7 separate regions of the Mus musculus genome follow, and all the other regions are linked to region 1. The links are chromatin contacts, called in public promoter capture Hi-C maps. All regions are on one chromosome and are shown on one strand. The core of a region is the stretch at or near the end of the contact, and the rest is flanking DNA. Distances in the headings are between cores, read along the strand shown.

The links. Promoter capture Hi-C pulls out the DNA fragments that hold promoters and counts their contacts.
Region 2: a contact with region 1 is called in a promoter capture Hi-C map of pre-B cells. The contact joins the promoter of Lrtm2 here to the promoter of Pex26 in region 1. A contact is called at or near these places in 2 of 39 promoter capture datasets (embryonic stem cells and pre-B cells) and 1 of 115 datasets of contacts at active chromatin or transcription factors (pancreatic cancer cells).
Region 3: a contact with region 1 is called in a promoter capture Hi-C map of pre-B cells, with 5 times the contacts expected there. The contact joins the promoter of Adipor2 here to the promoter of Pex26 in region 1. A contact is called at or near these places in 3 of 39 promoter capture datasets (liver and pre-B cells) and 1 of 115 datasets of contacts at active chromatin or transcription factors (pancreatic cancer cells).
Region 4: a promoter capture Hi-C map of pre-B cells shows a contact between it and region 1, with 5 times the contacts expected there. The contact joins the promoter of Fbxl14 here to the promoter of Pex26 in region 1. A contact is called at or near these places in 2 of 39 promoter capture datasets (erythroid cells and pre-B cells) and 1 of 9 other capture datasets (liver).
Region 5: a contact with region 1 is called in a promoter capture Hi-C map of pre-B cells, with 6 times the contacts expected there. The contact joins the promoter of Aicda here to the promoter of Pex26 in region 1. A contact is called at or near these places in 6 of 39 promoter capture datasets (the 3T3-L1 cell line, 3T3-L1-derived adipocytes, embryonic stem cells and 2 more), 1 of 484 Hi-C or Micro-C datasets (B cells) and 3 of 115 datasets of contacts at active chromatin or transcription factors (embryonic stem cells, large pre-B cells and trophoblast stem cells).
Region 6: a contact with region 1 is called in a promoter capture Hi-C map of erythroid cells, with 4 times the contacts expected there. The contact joins the promoter of Erc1 here to the promoter of Pex26 in region 1. A contact is called at or near these places in 2 of 39 promoter capture datasets (erythroid cells and pre-B cells).
Region 7: a promoter capture Hi-C map of stem cell-derived epiblast-like cells shows a contact between it and region 1, with 5 times the contacts expected there. The contact joins the promoter of Mfap5 here to the promoter of Pex26 in region 1. A contact is called at or near these places in 5 of 39 promoter capture datasets (the 3T3-L1 cell line, cranial neural crest, embryonic stem cells and 1 more) and 1 of 115 datasets of contacts at active chromatin or transcription factors (stem cell-derived neural progenitor cells).

Annotation. Positions count from the first base shown.
Region 1 is chr6:121,182,115-121,185,601 of GRCm38.p6, reverse strand. Pex26 (peroxisomal biogenesis factor 26) reads right to left here and starts at 1,935. Exons shown (of 5, transcript NM_028730.6): 1 at 1,120-1,935. The coding sequence starts at 1,337.
Region 2 is chr6:119,328,829-119,332,315 of GRCm38.p6, reverse strand. It overlaps Lrtm2 (leucine-rich repeats and transmembrane domains 2), which reads left to right and starts at 1,550. Exons shown (of 5, transcript NM_172492.3): 1 at 1,550-1,821. All of the region lies in intron 26 of Cacna2d4 (calcium channel, voltage-dependent, alpha 2/delta subunit 4), which reads right to left.
Region 3 is chr6:119,386,808-119,390,294 of GRCm38.p6, reverse strand. It overlaps Adipor2 (adiponectin receptor 2), which reads left to right and starts at 1,561. Exons shown (of 8, transcript NM_001355692.1): 1 at 1,561-1,813.
Region 4 is chr6:119,477,948-119,481,434 of GRCm38.p6, reverse strand. Fbxl14 (F-box and leucine-rich repeat protein 14) reads right to left here and starts at 1,767. Exons shown (of 1, transcript NM_133940.3): 1 at 1-1,767. The coding sequence starts at 1,575. The coding sequence ends at 373. All of the region lies in intron 1 of Wnt5b (wingless-type MMTV integration site family, member 5B), which reads left to right.
Region 5 is chr6:122,552,041-122,555,527 of GRCm38.p6, reverse strand. It overlaps Aicda (activation-induced cytidine deaminase), which reads right to left and starts at 1,719. Exons shown (of 5, transcript NM_009645.2): 1 at 1,619-1,719. The coding sequence starts at 1,626.
Region 6 is chr6:119,846,404-119,849,890 of GRCm38.p6, reverse strand. It overlaps Erc1 (ELKS/RAB6-interacting/CAST family member 1), which reads left to right and starts at 1,741. Exons shown (of 21, transcript NM_053204.2): 1 at 1,741-2,014. 3110021A11Rik (RIKEN cDNA 3110021A11 gene) reads right to left here and starts at 1,698. Exons shown (of 1, transcript NR_030776.1): 1 at 862-1,698.
Region 7 is chr6:122,512,004-122,515,490 of GRCm38.p6, reverse strand. It overlaps Mfap5 (microfibrillar associated protein 5), which reads right to left and starts at 1,907. Exons shown (of 10, transcript NM_015776.3): 1 at 1,759-1,907; 2 at 1,091-1,150; 3 at 108-143. The coding sequence starts at 1,148.

The DNA.
Region 1 (3,487 bases), core at 686-3,185:
CCTTTTCTGTTATTTATTGGCCCAGGCCTCACCACTGGTCTCTTGGGCTGCCCTTCCACCCTGGAGTTAAGTTCTGGAAACCTCTTAGAGGCACACGAGCTATGGCCCAACGCACATCTCTGCAGCCAAGTGGAATGAGAACTGAACAAACAGAAAGGTAACCTTGTGGGAACAGCACACCGTGAACATGCACGTGCTCACTGGCGGAGAGTGGGAGTTAAGTGTGTGCTGACTGTGAAAAGGGCATGGGGTGAGGCTTCTGGCTGGGTGCTCCTATAGGAGCTTAACTGGTCTTTTAGAATTGTCTATGTCCAGCCGGGCAGTGGTGGCACATGCCTCTAATCCCAGCATTTGAGAGGCACAGGCAGGTGGATCTCTGGGTTCGAGTCCAGGCAGGTCTACACAGTGAGTTGCAGGTCAGAGCTACACAGAGAAACCCTGTCTCAATATGAAGACGAAAAACAAAACCCTATAAAATTACATCCAATGGGCATAAGCAAAGCCCTCAACATTCGGGTGTGCAACCTTCATCCCTCTAAAACCACAGTCAAGTCTCTCTAGTGTTTGCTTTTCTTCAGTTAACTATTCTGACTACTCCCGCCATTAGCGTGGCCTCACACAGCTCTTAGGAAGGTTTACTCCACAGAGAAATGGTGCCCTCCAGCTGTCAGAGGAGGCCAATGCATTAGACAGAGCAATCTAAAGATAATTCACTCAGTCCTGCAACAGGACCAGAACAGTGTGCTTCTTGCCTTGACACCCCGCTCTACCCCCCATTTTCTATAACCTGCCAAGGCTAGGTTAAATAGGAGGTGTGTTCCCAAAGAAGGCTGCTACCTGCTTACTGAACCTCCTCACGACTGAACACTTAAAAGACATCTACCCTGTCCTGCACTGAAAAGGTGAGCCAAGAATTGACTGTGGCGTCCCTCCAAATTGTTGCATGATTTGACTTCATTGTACAGTCTCACGGGTGCAGGATGAGCAACCAGCCTCTCTCAAAGAGGATCCCTTAGGGAAAGCAAGGTGTGTGGTTGGCGCAGTCTCACAATGCCAGATATTCAGAGACCCGAGTTCCTCCCCAAAAGGATCCAGAACGGAACATAGCTCAGCACGTACGTGCCACTCACGGGCTCCTCCGCCAGGCTCTGCCAGGCTCGTTCGCAAGTCTCTAGTGCGGCATGGAAGTCCAGGTGCACCACCAACAGGTCGGACGCCTCTTCCAGCAGGTGCACCGCGGGGGACACAGCGGGGAGGGCGAGCGCGGGCTCGCTGCTCCGCAGAGGGCCCACGAGCCCTTTCAAAGGGGCTGCAGACGTCGAGGCGTCGCTCTTCATAGCCAGCCTGGGTTCGACCAGGTCTCCTCACACGTCAGGAGGACAGCTTCTCGGGAGCTTCCTGGAAATTCGGACTGGGCCTGGTAGATGTCCCGCAAGCCTCGCACTCTTCCCCTCCGCGCCTCTCCAGGTCTGTTCCTAAGGAAGGACCAGGAAGGAGCTGGACCCGGGCACAGCCTGCGCTCACTGACAGCCTAACCCTTGGGGCACTGGCCTGTTCAAGACTGTCTGTTCAAGACTAGTGCTGCCGAAGGCCCAGCACTAGTTCCTCCTGTCCCTGGACCGGTGCTAAAAGCACCGAAACTCCCAGAGTAGAGAGCGCGACAACAGAAGACCTGCACGGGGAACCCACGACGGTGGACACCTCCTCTCCACCCCTCTTAGCCACTACGACGCACGCGCACGCTGGAGCGAAGGATTCTGGGAGTTGTAGTCCTGGGCTCTTGGGTCTGTGAAGCTTCGGGGAACCTCTCGCGCCCAGAGACTGCCATCTTCCAGAGAGAACGCACTGGGTCGCCAGCTTTGGGGTGGAAAAGATGAGGAAGCTAAACCATTAGTGAAATGCCTTTGTCCTGAGAAATGTGATCCTTCCTTCGCTAACCGGAAGAGGACGAACGGAAGAAATTCCAGTTAGGAGGTGGAGCTACCTGCACCTTTATTATTAACCTCTGAAGGAGTCCGTTGAGAAGGGTCTGCTGGAAGCTTAGGGAAAAAAGAAAAAGAAAACTATGGAGCTGGCTATTTCCTCTTCCTGGGTTCGATGCTGCTATAAAGTGTGGCAGAATGGAAAGGCGCTTTCTGTCTGTTATTTCTTCATCTCTATGAGTTAAGGACTATTACTCTATTTACAGGTGACATAGGTCACACGACAAATAAGTCACAAAAACATTGTCAAACCAAAGAAAGCACTTTTTTTGGCTGAAAGGAGTGTCAGGGCAGAGGTAGATCTGATCTGTGCTTTGTATTAGGTAGGTGAACCATCAACACACAAGTGAGTTACATAAACTCCTGGATCCTGCATTGTTTATATAAATAAGGATGTCATAAAAACAAAGCCATGCACATGTCATGCAATTCTTCAAAACAGTACTGAACCAATGTAAGAACTGATGCTTTATAATATACAAAAAGTAAATACATTTAAATATGTATTTTTATGTGTTTATTTATATTGTTTGTGTTTCACAGGGCTTCTCTGTGTAGCCCTGGCTTTCCTGGAACTCACTCTGTAGACCAGGCTGGCCTTGAACTATGCCTCTGCCTCCCTAGTGCCGGGAATTAAAGGAGTGCAATACCACACCTGACTTCCTATTATATAATTTTACACAGACTCATAAATCACCAATTATCTGTGCTTCAGGCAGGATTTCCTATCTCTTCCACATTTATACTCAGTCTTCATGGTTTTACTTCGTCCAGTTCTCTACCTTCTGAACTCTCTCCCAAGTTTTCCTAGAATCCCTTGCTCCTTAGTGACTGGATAAGACAGCGAGGTGCTAGGCTAAGACCTGCTCACATCATATATGCCTTTCTTTTATCACTAACACCGACAGGACATGGCAGTCTTTAAATCTCTGCAGAAGGTCCTCACACAGCTGAGACAGAAATGTCAAGTCTGCTAAAGCCTGTGACTGTGTAAGGTGAAAGGGCCAGGATGTCACTTGTTTAAAAATATATATACTGTTTAATTCCCCCTCTCCCCCCCACTGGGGACTAGAGAGATGGCTCAGCAGCTAAGAGCATTTGTTTTTGCCAAGTACCTGGGTTCAATTCCCAACACCCACATAGCAGCTCACAACTATCTGTAACTCTAGATCCAGGGGATCCAGTGCTATGTCCACTCCAGTAGTGACTGGCTTGGCAGGCCTAAAAGCCTGGAAGCAGTCACAAGGCAAAGAGTTTCAAGGAAACTTAGCCTCCTGGAACCTTGGCATTCCCATAGCTAGAATGCCCCAGATTTGTCCCTGCAATATTGTGGAGGGTCTTGCATACTTTCTTACAGTATTTTACTGGATAAGAGTTAGAAATCTCAGGGCAAGCTTAGCAAAGTATACTTAGAATCTTCATTACAGCCAAGTTACTCTCATATGCAAGTATTTACCAAGGCCTAGGAAAAAGGGGGGTTGTGTTGTTGCATTATTCATGATAAG
Region 2 (3,487 bases), core at 301-2,800, 1.9 Mb after region 1:
GGGGCCTGATTTGTGCAGCTGATAGCAGTGGCCTGGAAGGTACTCAGGGAGTGCCAGCATCCTAGGATTCCTGGGTGGAGGCAATTTCAGAGCTCAACCCACCTGCTTATTCTGTAAGTTGAGAACTCAGCACGGGGTAACTGCTCAGCTGCTAACTACTTGAGAAGCAAAAGCATAGATTTAACCAACAGGAGGGCATAGAGCTGTGGGTGATAGGGAAAGGTAAGGCAAGTTACCCCCAAACAGCTCACAATACAGGACAAAAAGCTACCACACGGACTCCTCTGTGATCAGAACTATAAAGTGGTACAGAGAAAAAAAATCCCTGTAGAGGGATGTTGGGTGTTGCTGTTAATTTTACTTATATGGTGTGTGTGTGTGTGTGTGTGTGTGTGTGTGTGTGTGTGTGTGTGTCCATCCCAAGGACAGCCTGTGGGAGTCTCTTATCTCCATGTGGGTTCTCGGGGTTGACCCCAGGCTATTAGGCTTGACAGCAAGTGCTGCTACCTGCTAGGAGAGCCATCTTGCCCCCACCCCCACCTTCCAGAGCTGAGTTTTTAAGGCAGGGATAGATCACTATGCACAGAGATCACCGTGCTCCTGAAGGGTCTGTTTTGCTGAGGCAGGAGCTGGGAGAGTGTTAGGGTAGTGGCTGGTTGCCTTGTTGAAAGGGCAGGCACAGGGAACTTCAGAGAGGATGGGGACTCTCTCAGCTCTGCTGGATTGCAGTCCTGAATCAAGGCGCGCCCAGCCCTGCATATAACATAGAGAAAGGACCCTGAGATACATATTCATGCTGTGTTACCTACAAGCTAGATCATCTGCTGAACAGGCAGGATGTAAAGGAATGAGGCCTGTTTCAGGCTGCAGGCTGGGAAGTCCAGCTTCTCTTCTGGCTTAGCCTCTGGCTCAGCCCCGCATTGGAAGGAACACTCTTTATGCCAGTGAATGGCAATGTGTTAGACTTGCTCTGTCTTGATTGGGAGAGAGGTCTTAGACCACCAAGGCCAGCTCCTTCAGTTCCCCGTGTGCACAGAGGCACATGGTCTCTGCTTGTTGTTCCTTCAGGTTGCAGCTGCGTGCTCTGACACCTCTCTCTCCCAAATAGTCCTGGCCAAGGGTGGTCACATCTACAGACTCAGCCCCTTGTCTAAAGGGCTTTCTGTTGCCTTGGCATCTCTGAGGACCCTCAGCGTTCCTCTTGTAAGAGGAACTCAGCCTTTAAGGAGCTGGTTTTTCCTTATCAGAACTGGGGTCTGACACAGGAGACAGACCTAGTGTTCCGGCAGGTCTAAGATCCAAGACAGTCAGCGGGGCTGTGTTTTGGGTCCTGTACCCCTTGGAAGGTCCTGCCTTCTAGACAGCCAGAGATGGCCGCTCCTGGGAGGTGAGAGGAGATAAGGGTACCTGTAGTACCTGTAGTCTGGGGCAGCGGAGATTCACCCACAAACGCTCTCCTGCTGCCACAGAGCTTCGGAGGCCGGTGCGCGCGCCCGCCATCGCAGATGCGCCCCAGCTGTCACTCCGCTGCGCGCTCTCCTCCCTCTGCTTGCTTGCTGTTGAGCACGCGCGCTCTGATCCTTCTACCTCTCCCCCTCTTCGGTCTGTCTTCCTCCCGCCCTCCCTCTTTCGCTTCAGTTTGTCGCTGACCCCGCAGCCCCCTCCCCGGCAGCGGCAGCTCAGCCTGCGGGTCCGCCTCCTTCACAGGCGCTGCCCAGTCTCCCGCTGCCCTGAACCAGACCGGACATCCCTGCGTTCTGCCTGCCAAGCTGCCCGTGTGTCCGGCTACCTGGTCTGAGCATCAGGTCCCGGTGCAAAAAGGTGAGTTGTGAGCGGCTTCTGGGAGAGAATGGGGTTGGCGCAAAGGGCTTGGGTATGGGAACTAGGGACCACCTGTCCCTGCACGATGATCAGGGCTTTCTTCCCAGGGCAGTTGCTGAGGTGGGGTGGGGGAACCACTTAGGACCAGATAACCTGGGCAACCCAAAGGTACAGAGCATTAGGAACTCTGACTCCTTAGTGCTGGGGACATAGCGGTGTATTCTGCTAAGGAGGGGGTATGGAGGAGGGGACAGGGAGGAGAGCAGTGCTGGTGCCACATGATGGCCCCGGGTAGCATGGAAATGTCCCTGCAGCGGGAGGAGCGGCAGCTATGGGAGGGGGAGACAGCTTGGGTGTTGGAAACAGGCTGGCATTCTGAGAGGCCTGAGTGAGGGTGGAGGGTGGAGGACCCACTGAGTGAGGAGGCGCAGGCTGGACCTTTATACCAGTTGCTCTTGCTGGCCTTGCTGGCCCCGAGGTAGCTGTCCTTGAACAAGGGTGCAAAGGAGCCCTTCCTAGTTGGAATAGTCTTTGCAGTCCTGATAGAGCCTCCTTGGTGGGGGTGTGGCTGGGAGTGAAGGAGGGGTGTCTGGTAGTTCTTCCTTACAAACCCAGGCCTTGATTTTTAGCACACTAGATGGCCAAACAAACCAGGAGCCCGAGATGCTTAGGTGGTCCACCACTGCATAATGCCCTTTGCAGCAGGTGGGTCAGATGCCTTCCAAGCCCCGGGTGCTTAGTGTAGGGGGCAGCGTACAGCGAGGTCACATTCACCTGCTGCCTGGCTCATATGGGCATGGATGGCCAACTCGGAGCAGGACACTGCTTCTCAGGAGCCCCAGGCCCATTTCATAACGCTGAATTCTGCCCAGGAATCTGCAGTTCAAATTCCTGTATGGCCGGCAGGTCTGGGACTGGGCTCTGATTGGTTGCTCTGCCTCCCACCCCCAGCTGTCTGCATTCCAGGGTGGTGGTGGGGATGTTGGCACCAGGCTGCCAGGGTTTGTTGGGCATTGCCTTGTGTGACTCAGATTGACAGGCCCACAGCTTAGATAACTACAGCAGGTGGGGGGAGGGGAAGGAGCCAGCATGTGGCGCTGGGCGGGGGAAGTCCAGCTGGTAGGGAAATCCAACATCAGCTTCCAAGCTGCCAAGAAGAGCCCAGCGCTCCCACCCCCACCTTCCCACTGCAGGAGGGCTCCGGCTCTGCCAGAAGAGGGAGACAGGAAAACCAGGCAGGACAGGCAAAGAGACGGGCTTCTTAAGCCACCCCCCCCCCCAGCTGTGTTCTTTGAGGTTTGGCTAGAGGATGTGTCTGCGCTCAGGACAAGCTTACCCTAGTCTCATTTTCCAAGTGCCAAGACCCAGAGTCAGGGTCTTGCTTTAGTCAGGTGGGTGGCAAAGGAAGGCGCTGGAATGGGTGATTGTGTGTGTGTGTGTGTGTGTGTGTGTGTGTGTGTGTGTGTGTGTGGCTGGGAAGAGCGGGGAGCCAGGATGAGGCTTGGGTGTGGAGTGAGTGATCTTCCTTGGCACCTGCCCAGGGAGGCAGTTGAATGGTGGGAGCCTCCCGGGTCCTCAATGGCTTCTTCAGCGGCACAGAGCAACCCCGTGTGTGTTGGGTTTCCTTCCTACTCTGCTTTCCAAGGTTTCTTTCTGTCAGAGACAG
Region 3 (3,487 bases), core at 312-2,811, 1.8 Mb after region 1:
TTCATCATTATAGAAGCATCAGAAATTGCATGTAGTGATTGACAGTGAGATCAGTTCAAGAGGCCAAGCTGAGAGGTAGGAGGGGAAATGGCGGGCTCTCTTAAAAACCCTGTTCCTGGAGACAGAAGCTTTGATCAAAGAAGCATCCTTAAAAGAAAGCTCTGCAGGAAAGATTTGAGAGGGGGTTTTGTTTTCCTTTGTTGAAGCAGGGTCTCATTTTAGCCCTGGCTGACCTGGAACTCATCTTGTGGCCCACGTTGGCCATGAACTCACTGCAGCCGTCCTATACCAGTTCCCACGTGCTAGGAATTAAGGTGTGAGCCCCCATACCTGGTAAGATAATGGTCTATCTTAAGTCTGTCTTCCTTAGGGGATACCTTATATTCAGCCTGAAAAAAAAACTTCTCTTTTTGCCCTATTTATTATGGATCCTTCCCCCCGCACCCCCCCCCCCCTTAAGTTATTGATGGAATCGAGGCTTTTGGAGTGGCTATAGCTTTACCACTGAGCTATATTTCCAGCCTTGGGCCACATTTATAATTCCCAAATGCCTGCATTTGTTTTCTGATGGGAAAGGTACAATTGTCTTTCTCAGTCTTAGTAGCCAAGTCTTTGTCTTTCTCTCTCTCTCCCTTTCTTTCTTTCGTTTCTTTTTTTCTGAGACATGGTTTTACACTCTGTATAGCCAAGGCTGGCCTGGCTCGCGATGTACACCAGGCTGATCTGGTACATGCAAGATCCTCTTGTTTTAACCTCTCTAGTGCTTTTCCTCGTTGAAGAGTTTTCCATGTCTGCTTCCCTCCAATCGCTCAACATCACATTTTAGCTTCTTGGCTATGAGACCGATTGTGGTCTAAAGGCAAGAACAATAAGCTTCCTCCAAGGTCTAAACTAAAGCTTCCGAATTTACTTTGACGTGTATTAAGTTTTGAACTAAAGAGTGTGACAGATACAATCCTCTTACAACTGAACACGAAGAAACCATTTTTTTTTCCTCTGCACACCAGCTCCTATAGTTCCTTGTTCTGGTTCAATAGGAAAGCTCACTCGTAGCAAATCATTCCCTCTGGGTAAACAGACACAATGCTTAAGTCGTTTGCAATCGACCATTGAAAATAATTTTGAATATCTTCTAGAAGTGGTAGGGCATAAATCAATCATACGTTAGTACGGTAATAAAAACAAGCCCTACTGTTTGAGGAAGAGTTGACTAAACGCTTTCGGAATCCTGAAACCTTCATAAGACGACGCCTAGCATTATGTTGGCCGCTGACACAAACACACGCTCCATCCCGAGTCATTAAACCGTGGCGGCCCACTCCCTTCTCAGATCTCTTCAGAAATCGTCGAGGAAGCTGGGTGAGCGTTCCGAGGCACTCTGCCCGCACTGTTTACATTGTGGACCCGGCCGAACTACAACTCCCAAGATGCATCACGCTTCCAAAGCCTCCCGAGGGGAGGCTTCCGGTTTAGGCCAGCGCGGCTGCGCACGGGGTGTGGTCTTACTGGCTCGGCCCGCCTCGTGCGATGCGCGTCACGGCTACGCGCGGGCGCGGAGGCGGGGAGACGCGGCGGCGGCGGCGGCGGCGGTCGCGGCGGCGCGAGCACAGTCCCGACGCGGTACCGCGGTGGCGGCGGCGGCGGTGGCGGCTCCAGCGAGCGGCCCCCTCCCTCCGCGCCCCCCCTCTCCCTCCCCGAGGCGCTGCTTCCCGAGGCGCCCGAGCCGCGCGGTGAGACGGCCGCTAACTCGGGCGAAGGGCTGTGGCTCGAGCGCGGCTTCCCGGGCTCAGCAGATTGCCCGGGTCGGAAGGAGGTGAGGGCTGAGGGACAGGTGTCCCCGGCGCGGGCCGGGAGCGCGCGCCTGGCCGGCTCCGAGCGCGGCCGGAACTCTGACCTGCGGCCGCGCGCCTGGTGCGGGGCCCAAGCAGCGGCCGGGGGGGTGGGGTGGGGGGGGGGGCCGGGGCCGCGCTCCGTGCAGCTGCGGTCGCGGGCGCCCGCTGCCCTGTCCCCGCCGCGGGGCAGAGTCCGAAGCCCCTCGCTCCGTCTCTAGTCGATTTCGGAGCCGGTACCCCCGCGATGGCCGGAGACTGAAATCCTCCCGCCCCGACTTCTAGTTGGTGTCTTCTGCCACTTCTAGGGATTTCTCTGGCAGGCTTGCTTCGGATGGCTTGTGCTCAGCGCGACTTTTCCAACCACTGGGATGGGAAGGTTGCCCTCACCTTTCCTTAGGTGGCGCGTCAGGCTGTCACTGCGGGATAGTTCTTGGGCCCAGTTCTGAGCCCCTTTGGGTTTTTATTTGCCAGTGGTTAGCTTGTTAGAGAATTGCTGGAAACGGCTATAAAATAAGTTTTGATGAGTCCGAGGGAGCGCTAGACCAGACAGCTAATGAGTCTCTTCTTTTGTTTTTTTTGACCTTGATTTAAACATTTGTTTCTGGAGTTTGAAAACTTCACGAGAGCGTTGAGCAATGAATTTTTGATAAATGACATGACCACCTGGGATTTGGTAGGTACAATGCTTCATTGGTGGTTTTAGTATTTTAGTGGAAATGATCTTTTAGTTGCATTTATGTTTTACTCTGGTTGTCTCATTTAAAGAAAAAAAAACTTTAAAAAAATTAAAATTATCCAGTTTATTATGGTGTGTTTCTGTGTGACTCCTGTGTTCATGGCACACGTGTGGAGGTTAGAGAACAACTTGGTAAAAGTTGATCATCGTCTACGTTTATGTGGTTCCGGGTATCGAACTCAGGCGGCAAGGTCTTGAAAATTTGCCTGGCAAGCATACTCTTTAGCCATCTCACTTGATGGCCTGTAATTCTTGTGTTGCTGTGTTCATTGTGTTTCCCCAAAGCAGAATGCTTACCCCTGCTCCCCAAGGAGCAAGGTAAAAATACTGCAGTCTTTTAGGATTTTAAAATTTATTTGTTCATAAAACACTTCCCAACTAAGTGTATTTGTTTTGTTTGTTCGTGGGTGAGGGTGTGCAGGTCTCACTCTGTAGCCCAAACATTAAGAATCCTGCTTCAGCCTTCTGTGTGTTAGCATGAATCACCTACCATGTTGTGAAGACAGGCAGGATCAATGTAGTTCAGGCAAGCTTTAATTTCTAAATCTTACCTATGAGTCCAGAATCCTGGTATGGACAGATGCTCTACTCAAAGCCCGCCCTCCCTTTGACATGGTCTCACTCTGTAGCCCTGGCTGTCTTGGAACTCATGTAGATTAGGCTGGCCTTGAACTCAGAAATCCACCAGTTTCTGCCTCCCATGGGCTGGGATTAAGGATGTGCACCACCAATACAACTCAAAAAATAAAGCTCAGAGCCTTAATTTTTTAAAGGGGGAATTATGTTTGTCAGTTCTAAAGTTTCAAGTGTCTTCTTACCACAGGCCACTCTAAGATCTTGTCACACATCCTGCTCATTTGTACACTGCTTGTAGAATAGAATTCTTCATTCTTTGAAATTTGTCACAGTGAACGAACTG
Region 4 (3,487 bases), core at 518-3,017, 1.7 Mb after region 1:
TGAAGGCAGGCATCTTTCCTCAACTCCTCGGGGTTGAAACGACTAGTCCCTCCCCGCCCCCACCCCATTTCCAAATGCAGTGCCCCAGGATACAGTTGTCGGTGGCTGAAAGTCTCCATACCCTGCAGAAGAGTGGGCAGAGAAACAGCAGGGTCCATCTCTCCCCTCACTGGGAAAGGAGAGTGGGTAGAGGGAGCAGAACAACTCCAGACGCAGTGGAGAGGGGCGCCAGACTAGGAGAAGAGAGCCCAGGCTTCCGTCATCGCCCCACCGCGGCCACTGCCCTGAACGTGTAAGTGCGCGCGTGAGTGTGCGGAACAGTGGTGGTCCTGGGATGAACAGGGCGGGGCGGGGGAACTGGAACTGCCGCCCTCACCTGACCTTCTCACTGTCCGTCATCTGCCAAAGTCCCAGGTTAAGTACCTTGAGGCAGGGCAGCTGCGTGATGCGCTCCAGGCCGCGCTTGGTGATCCTGGTGCAGCCGTACAGATCTATGCCCGTGAGCTGGCTCAGGTGCTCAGCGATCAGCTCCAGGCCCTTGTCCGTGATGCGCACACACTGTCCAATGTTGAGCGTGCGCAGCCCGTGCATCTGCCGCACCATGCGGTTGATGCCATCGTCACTGATATGGCAAGAGCAAAGGGAGAGGGACTTGAGGCCGTCCAGTCCCTGGGCTATGTACGCCAGACTCTGATCTCCCACCTTGTCACAGAACGACACATCCAGACCGGAAAGGCGCAGGCTGCCCATGGCCAGATGCATGATGCCGGTGTCGCTGATGTTGTCGCAGGAGCGCAGGTTCAGGCTGCGCAGGCTGCCCATGTGCGACAGGTGCAGAAGGCCCGCGTCCGAGATGCCGCCGCAGAAGCTGAGGTTGAGGAGCCGGAGGCCCGTCAGCCCTCGCGAGATGTGCTTCAGGGAAAGATCCGTGAGTTTCTGGCAGTCCTGAAGAGTGAGCTGCTCCAGGCCCAGGCAGCCCTCGGCAGCGCTGCGCGTCATGCCGGCCAGGTGCCCGATGCCCACATCCGAGAGGTGGCGACAGCTGCGGAGATTAAGGCTCTTGAGGCGCTGCAGCCCCCAGGCAATGAGCAGAAGGCCGGTGTTGGTGATGTTGCTGCAGCCCCCCAGCTCCAGCACCTCCAGGCCCTTGAGGTACTGGGCTATGCGGCCCAGGCTGCTGTCGGTGATCTGCTTGCAAAGGCTCAAGTTGAGAGCGCGCAGCGAGCCGATCTCCTGCACGAACGCGTGGCCCAGGCCGTTGTCGGTGAGGTTGTAGCAGCCGCTGAGGTTGAGGCTCTCGATGTTCGCCATGCCCTGGATCACGTAGCTGAGGCTGCGGCGGAGGCTGAGGATCTGCACGCGGCGGATGCCCCGGGCCTGCAGGCTGGGGAACAGCGACGGGTTCGCCCGGCGCAGGTGCAGCTTGGCCTCCACGCCCCGCCACACCGACTTGTGGTAGGCGGCGTCCCGCCAGGCCGTGCACACCTGCGCCGCGCGACCCTTGTCTCGGACGTCCAAGTAGCCGAAGATCATGGCCAGCAGCTCGGGGAACAGGCACGAGATGTGGGTCTCCATCTTCCTCCCGCCGCTACGCCGCGCCGGGTGCAGGAGGCGCGGGCGCCGCCGCCGCCCCGGGAGGCGCCGAGAGCGGCCCGCCGCGGGCCAACGGCCGCCCCTCCCCGCCTTCCGGCCGGGCCGCCGCTCCTCCTCCCGGCGCGTCCGAGCGGCGCTTCCTTCCTGCCGCCCTTCCCGCCCCCGCGCGGCCGCTCGGGCCTCACATCCCGGCCGGGGCGGGCGCCGCGTCCGCGCCCGCGCGCCGCCCCGCGCCCTGCGGCATCCCGCGCCCGGCCGCGTCGCTGCTGCGCGCGCCGGCGAGGCCCGGGCCGGGCGCTCGGGCTGCGGACGGCTTCCTGCTGCCTTTGTCTGCCGTCCGCGGTTCAAACTGCCCAGCCCCGGGCTGCTCGCACTCGGCCGCTGCGCGGGGGGACTCTGGGGCCGCCGCGCGCCGCTCCTCCCCCGCCTAAGTCGCGCGGGTCCGATTCACGGCCGCGGGCGGCGGGACGCGGCGAACTCACCGGCGTGATCGGGCCTGCGCCCTAGGAGCCGGCCAGCCGCGCTGCGCCCTCCGCGTCCTCCGCGCCGGCTCCCCCGCTCAGTGGTACGCGCCCGCGCCGCCGGAACTGGTGGAGCCGTTTCCTTGGAAACCGGGCTCTGCCCTCGGCCGCGGAGGCTTAACCCCATGCGCGCCGGGATGGCTGGCGGCCTCGCCGCACCGTGCAGCCCTAAAGAGCGCCCGATGGCCCACGGGCTGCTCCCCTCGGTGTCCACGCTTACTCCACGCCCTCTCCCGCCCGCATACTTCATCCTCTCTTGCCCGCATATTCCATCCCCTCTAGCCCGCGTTACTTCTCAGAGCGCCTTTAACCATCTCACCACACCCACTGCCCCAGTCGGGCGGCCTTCCCACCATTCCTTTCTCTTTAGTAGTGAGTCTTAATTTGGTGGAGAAAGTGGCTTTTAGTCAGCATAGTTTGACAGCTCTCGTTCTAGAAATTTCTGGAAGTTGTCCAGTGTGCCTGCCTTCCACAATCTTGTTGTTTCCATACACCCATGTGAGTTCCTTTCCCTTTCAACTTTGTGTCAAAACTTCCCACTGCTTCTGCCCCTGCCTTGCGCTCTAACCTACACCAGGTTTTGTCTTTTTCCTCGGCCACTTAGACTGTAGATTGCACGGCCCAGCTGTACGGATACCTAATACATCTGTATGTGCTGACACACATACACTCTTTGGTCTGGTTAAAGATGCTCCAGCCTTATGCTTTATGTATATTTTATGAATCTAGGGCAGAGCTCAACTCTATACAGTGTAGCCTCGGGTCTTAAATATCTGCATGAAGGATAGGATTTCAGAATTGTATTTTTATGACCCCTGAAGCCAAGAGTTTTTAGTTCAGAGAAAAGGAACCTGAGAATCTTAAATAAGTTACAAGTTCACACATCTAGATACAAAACAACCTGACTTAGCTGTTTCCTTGACTCTTTGGGAACCTGAACAAGACATCATCATCATTATTATTATTAATACATTGTATTTCTTTAATGGGGAGAGGGCATGCTCCACAGCCAGTATCTAGTGGTCAGAAGACGACTTGAAGAAGTCATCCCTCTCCTAGCATGTGGATTCCAGGATGGAACTCGGATCATGAGACTTGGTAGCAATGACCTTACCTGCTGACATCTTGCACTGAACAAGATTTGGGATGTGGTCCAAATTTGGAATACGATCGCCTTGGCTTTTAGCCACTCCTCTTTCCTAAGTAACAGATACTTGTTAGACCCGAGTGTGTACAGAACTAACAGGCACAATACACAGTAAATCCCACCCCGTGGGTCTTAATCAGGAAATGCAGTGGCTAAAATTCCTGCAGGCCCTTTGTATCTCACATTGCACATACCGAGGCCCTTAGACTTTTATGGCCTTCCTGAA
Region 5 (3,487 bases), core at 470-2,969, 1.4 Mb before region 1:
ACTTTGCTAGGTGGTGTCCCAAACCTGTAGATCGCCAGCTGCTGAGACAGCTGTGCTCCTTGAGGCAGAACCTTAGCTGCTTCCCCAGCAATGCAAACCAGACTCAAGGGGTTAAAAATAATCCCAGCCTAGTAGCAGGGCTGCCTTGAGTTACCCGCTGCCCTTGCTCCAGTCCATGCCGTGCCATCCTGTGTCTCTCCACTGTCTTGTTTGCTTCTCCCTGAATCTCAGCCTCGTCTTTGCTTTGCATTTTGCCATGCTCATGCATTTCTCTCGGACCCTTCTCCATCAGGACATAGATCTCAGATTTGGTTTCAAAATTCACTATAAACCCAGAAGCAGCTCATGCTGTCTGCCTGCCTCCTGTGAACATTTGTTTGTTTGTTTGTTTGTTTGTCTGTCTGTCTGTCTGTCTGTTTGCTTTTTGAGGGCTCAGGATGTAATTAAGTGGCAGATTACTTGTCTAGCATGTGTGAGGTCTTCAATGTGGTCCCTGATAGGGGTGAGGGAGAGTGGGAGGAGGAAAGGGGGAGGAGAGGGAGGAGGAGAAGGAGGAGAAGGAAAAGGAAGAGGAGGAGGGGGAAGAGGAGAAGGGGCAAAAGGAGGAGGAGGAGGGAGAAGAGGAGGGAAAGAGATGGGGAGCAGGAGAAGGAGGAGGAAGAGGAGGAAGAGGGGGAAGAGGGGAAGGGGAAGAGGAGGGGGAGGAGGGAGAAGAGGAGGGGAAGAGATGGGGAGGAGGGAGGAAGAGGAGGAGGGGGAGAAGAAGAGGGGGTAGGAGAAGGGTAACAAAAAGAAAGAAGGAAGACAAGAAAGGAAAAATCTGGAATCTGAAGAACACCCTGCTACCATTAGCTATATTAACTCCATATTCTAAACCTCATAGCCAAACGGAAGTGAGCTCAAGTGTATGGGCTTTAGGCATAGTGACTCACACACTGGCAATAAATGTAAAAATCAAGAGAGAAATTTCTGATAATGGCTCATCATGAGCTGCATATAAAAGCTTTCAAGAAGCTAAGAAATCTCTGCATAGATGAATTAAACAGTAAAAATGTCACCAAGTGTCTAACAGTTGAGTCTATAACACTAAATTGCCTGTCTTAATGAAATTCTCTCCTTCAATAGACACCATTGTAATGAGTTGCAAGCAATTCATCTCAAATGTTTAGTTTTTTTTTTTTTTTTTTTTTTTTTGAGAAGTACAAATCTTCTTGCTATAACTAAATAATTCCTGTAAAGACTCCCCATGCGAGTCTTAAGATGTTGGATATTTGCCAAATAATTGTGAAAATAACCACTACTGTTTTTAGTAAGGAGTTGCTACGACCTCTTTGTGGCGCGGGCCTCTAAGGCTTCGCTGTTATTACCACAAGCCGGCTCTAGCTCTGCCCAAATCTCAGGACAAGTCAAGGCTTCCTATCTCTAGCAACACAGAGAAGAGAGAAACCGGGGGAAGGGAAGAACTTCGTGGTCAGAGTTAGGTCCAAAACCCAAAAGACCTGAGCAGAGGGTGGCAAGCAGACGAGGAAATTCGCGCACTGACAGGCAAAGCCTCCATCCAGACAGGCAGCCAGCACTACTGGAGCACATGCACAAGCAGATGAGACTGTCTTGTTACCTGTCCATATCGGTCTCCAGCGTGACTTTCTTGACTCCCTCAAAGTCTTAGGCCAAAGGAAGCTTGCTTCAAGCAAGGCTGCTTCAGTGCTGTTGTGTGACAGAGCACTGGCCCCTGGCATTCAAATCTGAGCTTGCTCTTGTGGGCTCCTCCCCCACGACAGCATCACTACCACCAGGTATCCAACATCTGCCTCCTGGGTTGGGTCCAGTAAAGATGGGCGGGGCTGTGGTGGGCAGAGCCACACGGATTAAATGATTGGGGGGCGGGGGGCAGTTCTGCTCATGCTTAATGTCCAACTTCCTTCGAGGCTGTTCCTCTAAAAAGCCAGCCCAGGTACCACAGGTAACAAAGATCAGGAGACAATAGCACTGGACACTTTTCACATTGGTATCATGATAATGAGCTCTGTGAGTGTGTGTGTGTGTGTGTGTGGGGGGGTCCCAGGTATCACACCTAAGGTCTGTGCATGCTTCCTAATTTTAAAATTGTGATAACAAGAATGATAGCAGTCATAGTGACTTAAAGTGGCCTTAAATGCATCTTGTGCTTCTTGAACTTACAGTATCTGTTCCTTCCGTTTGTTACACTCAGTTTTATGCCTCAGTAGAGATGGGGGTTGACCACCACAGCATCCAGAGAGTGAACTTTAGCCTCCTAATTCTCTAATATATTTTTCTTTTTTTAAAATGACATTATAAGATAGCTAGAAAGACTAGTTGCTTGCACCAAAAAGTGATTTATTTTAATTTTGTGTGTGTGTGTGTGTCAAAAAGTATTTTTTTTTTAAAAAAGAACTCTTTTTCCTCATTAAAAATACCTTACTGGAGGCCTGGAGAGCTGGCCCAGTGATTAAGAGCACTTATTTCTATTGCAGAGGACCAGCAGGCGGTTGAAAGCCACCATGTGTGGTTGCTGGGATCTGAACCCTGATCATCTGGAAGAACATCCTTTGCTTTCTTCCTTCCTTCCTTTCTTATACTCTTCCTTCCTTCCTTCCTTCCTTCCTTCCTTCCTTCCTTCCTTCCTTCCTTCCTTCCTTCTTTCCTCCCTCCCTCCCTCCCTCCCTCCCTCCCTCCCTCCTTCCTTCCTTTCTTCCTTCCTTCCTTCCTTCCTTCCTTCCCTTCCTTTTTTTAGATAGGGTGTCATTATGTAGCTCCTCTGGCTGGTCTGGAACTTTCTATATAGACCAGACCAGTCTTGAGCTAGAGACTGGATCCCGTTGCATGCACACAGCACATGCCCCTGCCCCTATTTTGTTGCTGTGAAATCTCTCTGTGCAAAGTCTCATAGTTCAGGACTTGGCTTACTCCCTGGCAGTTTAGCCTTCCCTGGATATCATATCTGAAATGTTAATGAGCCCCCATCCTCCTTCTTCCTCTAATTAATTTCCTCTGCATTATCACATCACTATCAGAGACACAATTTCCCTCACTAGTGAATTAATGAATTCCTGGGAAAAAAATTTCAGGGCACCGGGAGTAACCAGCACCAGCCGTGACATTACAGGGTTAAGGGAACCCAGGTGGTGGGTGGACAAGTCCCTCTAACTTGTCTCACAGGATGAGGCCCGGACCTTTGCCCTACTTTGGCCAATTGTCCAGGGAATGACATACTGAGACACACGTACACAGCCTCCCAAAGGGCCGACTTGATGGATATTGGCAGAGATGTTGTGATTTCTTTACATTTTAAAAAATTATATATATATTGCTGTGCTTGGCAGTGGAGGGGTATATGAGGCACGAGGGCCAGAGCTTATGTGTAGATGTCAGAAGACAATTTACAAGACTTGGTCCTCTCTGTCCACCATGTAGATCCTGAGGCTTGAACTCAAGTAGTCAGGCTTTGCAGCAAGGACATTTATCC
Region 6 (3,487 bases), core at 492-2,991, 1.3 Mb after region 1:
GTATCTGGAAAAACAGCCCATAAAGAATGGCTTGAATGGGTGAGTACCTAGATATCTAAGAAATGAAATCTCAATTTCTCAATTTCTCTCTCTCTCTCTCTCTCTCTCTCTCTCTCTCTCTCTCTCTCTCTCTCTCTCTGTGTGTGTGTGTAAGGAACCAGAGTATGACATCAGGTGTCTTCCTCTATTGCCCTCTGCCTTGTTGCCTTGAGACAGGGTCTTTCACTGCATCAGAAGCTCATCTTTTGGGATCAATCTGTCCTCCTTCTGCAGTGCTGGTGTTACAGATACTTGAAGCCATGCCTGGGTTTTATGTGGGTGCTGGGGATTCAAACTTAGGTTCTCCTGCTTGTAGAGCAAATGCTCGTATCCACTAAGTCATCTTCCCAGCCCCAGAAACGAAATCTTTGAAGATTCTTTTCTGGCTGCTGAATAGTCCCGTTTAGCTGCACACTCTCTAACAATTGGCTGTCATATGTTAGATGTACTGAAGGGGAATCAGTTTAGTGTGCCCAAGGAGCTGTAATGACCCAAGTGCATTTTGGAAGGGAACAATTAGAGAATCTGGAAAGGACAAAATATAGTTTGGTGGATGAACGTGAATACTACAGGATGGGGGAAGATGTTAATGGGATTAGGAAGAGTGTAAGCCGGTTAATTATGATGGTGGGAGGTTAGGGATGAGTAAACCGGTGAGTCTTAGCTCCTCTCATCTCAAAGGCATTTCAAATTAGCTTAATAAGCGCTGTGAGTATGGGGATGAGTGTAATTCACACCACCCTTGGATTTTCGGCTTAGAGATAGCTTATCTACATTTTTAAGATTAGTAACTATGTGTTGCCCCCACCTCCGTATTTTTTTTTTTTTTTTTTTTTTGGCTTGCTCTTGACAAAAGGCAAAGGTTGAAATTCAGCAGCAGAAAACTGGGCTGTCTAAAATAAGGTAGCAGCTGCTTTGTAGTTCGCCTTGCTTGGTGTGAGGGCTAAATAAAAAAGGTAACGCGGTGAAGCATTTGGCACAGTACACTGCATGTGGACATCAGGTTCCGCCCACACTCTTCCTCCCTGGAATGATCCTTGCAAAAAAAGCCACCTACTGAGGCGAGGGTCTTTTGCCATGACCGCTTGGACAGCCCAGATGACTCAAGAGTATTATTGCCTTCCACAGCCTCACAGCGCAAAAGCCAAGGGTGAGAGAAGCTAACTTCTCTTGGACAAAGGGTGTCCAGGCAGCCGTGGCTCTAATGACAAGCCCTGAGCTATTTATTTCCTAAGGTGGCGGCCGTCCCAGGGTTCGGGTAACGGGCTTGCCAAGGAAGGGGCGGGGCGACTCCAGGTTTGGGAAAGGCCACTCCACTCCTGGGGCTTCCAGCAGTCCACGTCCTACGGCAAGCAGGAGGAGACAAACGCCGCCCCTCCTCGTCCGCACCTTCCTCGCTCAATATCGCGGCCCGGGCTCCCGGTGGACGCTCGGCCGTGGGTGTGGGTGTGGGTGTGTGTGTGAGGGGCGGCGCTACGTGTGGCGCAACCCTGCCTCGGCACCCAGTTACCTTCGCGGCCTCGGAGCGCCGCACTTGTCGATCCTGGCGCGCGGTCCCGTGGAGCGGCGTAGCGGGGCGCTTCCCAGTGGGACGAGGGAAAGCCCAGCGGCCCGGGAGAGCGGGAGGCGGGGCGAGGGCGCCGCGCGGGCGACAGGGGGTGGGGCTAGGTGTGCGCGGGGGGCGGGGCGTGGTGACGTCGCGGGCGCCGGTCGTGCTGTGGCGGTGGCGGCGGCGGCGGCGGCTGTGGTAGTGTCGGCGGCAGGCTGTCCGGGAAGCAGTAGCAGCAACCGCAGCAGCAGCGGCGGCCCTGAGGAGAGTAAGGCGGCCGCGTCGGCAGCGGCTCGCTCGTCAGGCGGAACCTCGATCTGCCCAGAGGTCGCAGGCGCCGAGGCATTTGTCGTTTCCTACCCGGCTCGGCGCTCCCGGCCCTGGCTGGGCAGGGCAGAGCGCCCCTGGGGAGGGGCGGAGCTGTAGGTGAGGCTTGGGGACCCCTCCCCCTCCTTTTTGGGCCGGGGGTGGGGAGGAGGATGGGGAGGTCGGGAGGGCGGACCCCGCCCCAGCGCACCCGAGCCCACCGGCGGCCGCGCCCTGCGGAGCTCCCGGATTGGGCGGGAGCGAAGGCGCTGGCGGTAAGGATCGCTGCTGGAGGTGGGAGGTGGGGGGCTTCTGGCCCACCGAGAGCCGAGGGTGGGAGGCATGATGTGGGGCTATTGGGGAGCCCTGGAGTTGGGGTGCGGCCAAGGTGGATCGGATGTAAAATGTTTAAGATGATCTTATTATTTTGAACCTGGTTAGATAGAAGAGGAAAGGTTGTATTTCAGATGGAAAATGAGGCATGGATGTCGCCTTGGAGGTAGCTGGAGGGGCTACTGCAGCAGATCTCACATTGCCACTCTAGGGTTTTGGTTCTTTTCTTGGTCAGATGAGTAGAATTCGCTGAGGGAAGAGAATCCCTTTGCGTTGACTTGGGGTTGGTAAATTGGGAGCGCGAGTGAGTGAGGTTTTTACACACAAGAAGGAAGATGTTGGTGTTTAGACAACTTCATTCTATAGCAACCAACCATGAAGGAGTGAGTCTCATTACTCTTAGCCCCTCAAAAGTGCTATCAGCCTTTTCTTTTCCTTGCCCCCCTCAACCCCCTCTCCTGTGCTTGATCTCTTTGTACCATTTTTCATTTTTGAGTTGACCCGTTAAGAAAAGGCCCTGGACTCAGAGTAATAGTTGCAGGTGGTTGTGGCTGATTGCTTTGAGCGAACTGTGAACAGTTCTGTTGGAGATGACTGTATGAAATTGCTTAAGCGTTTAAAGTGCAACTGTCTCTTACATCTTGTTTTTCAATAGACCTTGATACATTTTGCGTTTATTTAATCATTATGTGTGTGTGCCTGGCATACACACGATAGATTACTCCCTCCCTCTTTGAGGTCAAAGGTCAAAGCTTTTGGGACTTGGTTCTCCCACTGTGGATGGCTGGGATCAAACTTTGGTTATTAGACTTGTGACATAAGCACTTTTTTCTGTTGAGTTATCTGGATGTCCCTATTTTTCCGATTCTTCTTCTGTCTCAGCCTTCCAAGTGTGAGATTAGACATGATCTGGCTTTCTTGAAGATCGATTTTATTTTTTTATTTTCAGGTGTACTTACTGTTGTCTCCCCCCCCCCCCCTTTTTCTTTGGTTTTGTTGTTTTCCGAGACCTGATTTCTCAGTGTAGCCCTGGCTATCTTAGAACTCGCTCTGCCCACCAGGCTGGCCTGCTTCTGTCTCCCAAGTGCTAGAGTTAATGGCATGTGCCACCACACCTGGCTTTATTTCAGTCTTTACTAAATATTAAAAAATGAAATAGAAATTGTTCTTTACGTAAGTACCTCCATTTCTAAGGAATATTGTCAGAGTCAAGGGATTTTACAATGTTCTGGTACCCTGTGGGAACATGTATCGTACGTT
Region 7 (3,487 bases), core at 658-3,157, 1.3 Mb before region 1:
GATTCAGGCATGTGTCATCTTGCCTGGCCCTAAAACAGATTCTCAGTACTGCTTTATGTAATCCTGGCAAGAACCCCAATTGAACCCATAAGGAAGACTTCACCTACCTCCGCGTTGACCACTGACCCCTAGGGGTAGCCAGTCTGTCAAAAAGAAAGAAAATGGATATAACTCCAACTTTCTCCACCACAACACTTTTATGAGATGAACCAGAATACAATGGAGATATTGTTGCATATCGTCTTTGTGATTTGTCTTTGTCCCTATATATTTCCACACAAGAGCACAAGGCTATGCACAAAACTAACCAAGCATTAGAAACCACGCAACAAAGACAAGTTATGGAGCACAAAGCCCACTGTTGCTCTGCCCTGACTCAGGTCCCCCTCTTGATCTCATTCCCAAGAAGGGCCACAGAGGAACCCGGCAGGCTCTTTAGCGTGTCCTGCCCGGGCCCACAGCCCCTGAATCAGCTGCACCACTGGGCAAGCCAATTGTGGGATTGCATCTGGCAGAAAGAGGAGGGGGAATACAGTAGCGTTTCTTCAGCATCCAAGATTGCTTTCTATAGCCAATCCTTTAGCTGGATTCTATGCTACCTGCGACGACTGCACTCCTTTTGTGCGTACACGTAGCATATACTTCCATCATGTATGTAAATCTTTGTGCGTCCGCCGGAGCAAGTGTTAGGTGGTCTTTCCCTCAAGGGGCTTAAGGGGATCCAGTTTCCCGTATGGTGGTCTCTGTAGGTGTATGTAACTTCTTGTTCCTTTGGTATTTGCTGAGTCATATATCAATATGCAACTCTTTTCTAGGGATTAATAAGTGCTTGTATTGTAATTTCACATCATCTTAACCACCCTTAAGTCCGAGGCTAGCTCTCACCACCTGCAAACTCTCACCTTTGTGTCAACACAAGACATCTCTTGCCACGCCCCTTCAGTCTCAACCTCCCATCTAACCCATAGCCCAATGCCACGCCCCTTCACTCTCAGCCCCACCCCCATCTAACCCATAGATAACCCCATGGGCATGGAGAACCAAGAATCTGATGTGTTAGGGAAAGAAGAGTCAAGACAGAAAGACTCACCAGAGGGGATGCTGATTGCCAAGACAAGCAGCAAGGCCTTCTGCCCCAAGAACAGCATATCTAGGAGATGGGTGGAGGATGGGAGAGAAGCAGAGACCATGATGCCGAGAGATAGCAACATCTCACGTCTGGCTTGCATCCCCCTCTCCCATTTTCACTCCGGAAACCTTGCTTTCTTTGTACAGCTCAAACCCTTCCTTTTCTCTCATCCGACATTCATGTCCCTCTGACTGTCACGACCATCATTCTACAGAAAATATCTTTTTAAATTTGAGTTGTTTAGTTATGCTACCCAGGCTGGTCTTGAACTCCTGGACTCGCTTCACTTCCCCCACCCTCCACCCCTGCCACCCCACCGCCACCCCACTCTTCTCAATCCACCACCTTTTAGCTTGGAATGCAGGCATGTAACAAGGAGGGAGGACCTTTGGTATTCTAATTAAGGCATCCTTGGCCCTGCCCCATAGCCTCTTTCACTCCTAATATCTAAGCTACCTTTGGTGCATCTGTGTCTTTTCCAATATCATCTGCTGATCTCGGTGTTCCTTCTCCTTTGAGTTCCCCACATAATGGAGAGGGCTCAATTCTAAGTTAGGGACATTCTCCACCCTTTAGCACACACATGCACACACAGACATTCTCAATGTATAGTTTTGTAAACAACTCACTGTCTACAGAGCTGCGATCTGTCTGCCGGTGGCCTCTGGCTGCTGAGTGTGTCCGTCCTTCTCACGCTTCTCTGCTGTTCTACTTGGGCTGGAGAATAAGATGAACACAGCCACACCCTTGGAAAGACTTCACATTTGGCCTATTCTAAAACAATGAAGGGGGGGGGCAGAGCAAAGAGGGAGAGAGGGAGGAAGGAAGGGAGGGAGGGGAAGAGAGAGAGAGAGAGAGAGAGAGAGAGAGAGAGAGAGAGAGAGAGAGAGAGGCGTAGAAAGCAGTGTTACAATAAGGCTGGAATGAGAAGGGAGATGGGAATTTGCAGTCACTCACACCCTCATTCCAAAGGTTATGACCACACTGGAGAGGGAGCTCACTGCTCCCTCGAAGGGCCAGGGCCGGCCCAACATCTGCTCTCCTTTCATCAGTCCACTTTCCCTGTCACTGCTGGGCTCAGCTTGCCTTTCTGCCTCGGGTTCCTGTCCCCCCCAAGCATGCTCCCCCTAATCTCACTGGACTCTGTCTCTGTCTCTCTGTCTGTCTGTCTCTCTCTCTCTCTGGCATTCTTCTCTATTTGAATCATTACTCGTTTCCCTCTCTTCCCCTTTCTTCCCTCTTCCCCTGTGTCCACCCCTCCCTGCTTCCTCCTTTCCTTTGTATGAGTTAGGGTTGCCCAGGTTGGACAGGCTGACTGCAAACTCCCTATGCTGCTGGTGGTGTAAGGATGTGCTTGCATGTCTGATCCTCCTGCCTCTATTTCCCAGGCATGGGGCGCTTTGCCTAGTTTGTGGAGTGCTGGGGATTAAACCCAGGGCTCCATGCCGGCCAAACCAGCATCCTAATGAGATACATTGCAAGCCTCTGTCTTCCTGGCTGGCCTGGAGCTGGTCATATAGCCCAGGCTAGCCTCCAACTGTGGTTATCTTGAGCTTTCCATGTAGTGGGATTATAGGCTTACACTACCAAGTCCCTGGTCTTCGTGGGTTTGATATTTTATTTAGCACCTAATTTACAAGTTTCTACTAATACAACTTCGTGTTTAAAAGATTAAGAATCTTCCTTTTTACATTTGAACCATCCTAACACTAAACATCTTCTAAAAACAAAACAAAACAAAACAAAACTTTCACTTGAAAAACAACAATGAGAAGACAGCTGAAACAAACCAGAACTTCCTTTCATACAGGTAACATGAGGGCCTAATTCACTTTTCCTTTTAAAAGCTTCTGAAGACAGCAGGGTCTTTAATCTCAGCACTTGGGAAGCAGAGGCAGTTGGATTTCTGAGTTCAAAGCCAGCGTGGTCTACAGAGTGAGCTCCGGGACAGCCAGGGCTACACAGAGAAACCCTGTCTCAAAAACAAAACAAAACAAAACAAACAAAAAAGAGGGGTGGGGGGTGGGGGAAGGCCTTGGACTGAGCATGGCAAAGTGGCAGCACTCAGGAGGCAGAGGCAGGAGGATGTGAGGCCACCTTGGTCTGCTGTTGAAGTTTGGTCTGTTGCCGTGTATTGTAAATCTAAATTCTGTACCAAAAGGTTTAGGCCTATGAGTGGTGGCTTCTCCGGTTCACAAGCTTTTGTTGCGCAAACCTTGCTCCTTAATTTAAGACTTTTGGTTAAATAAAATTGGCTACAGTCAATTACTGGAGGGATTACAGGTAGGTGGGTTTGGGGTTACCTGGTTCGAGAAGAGAGGAGAGGCGAGGAGGAGAAGGAGGAGGAAGGACTGGGAG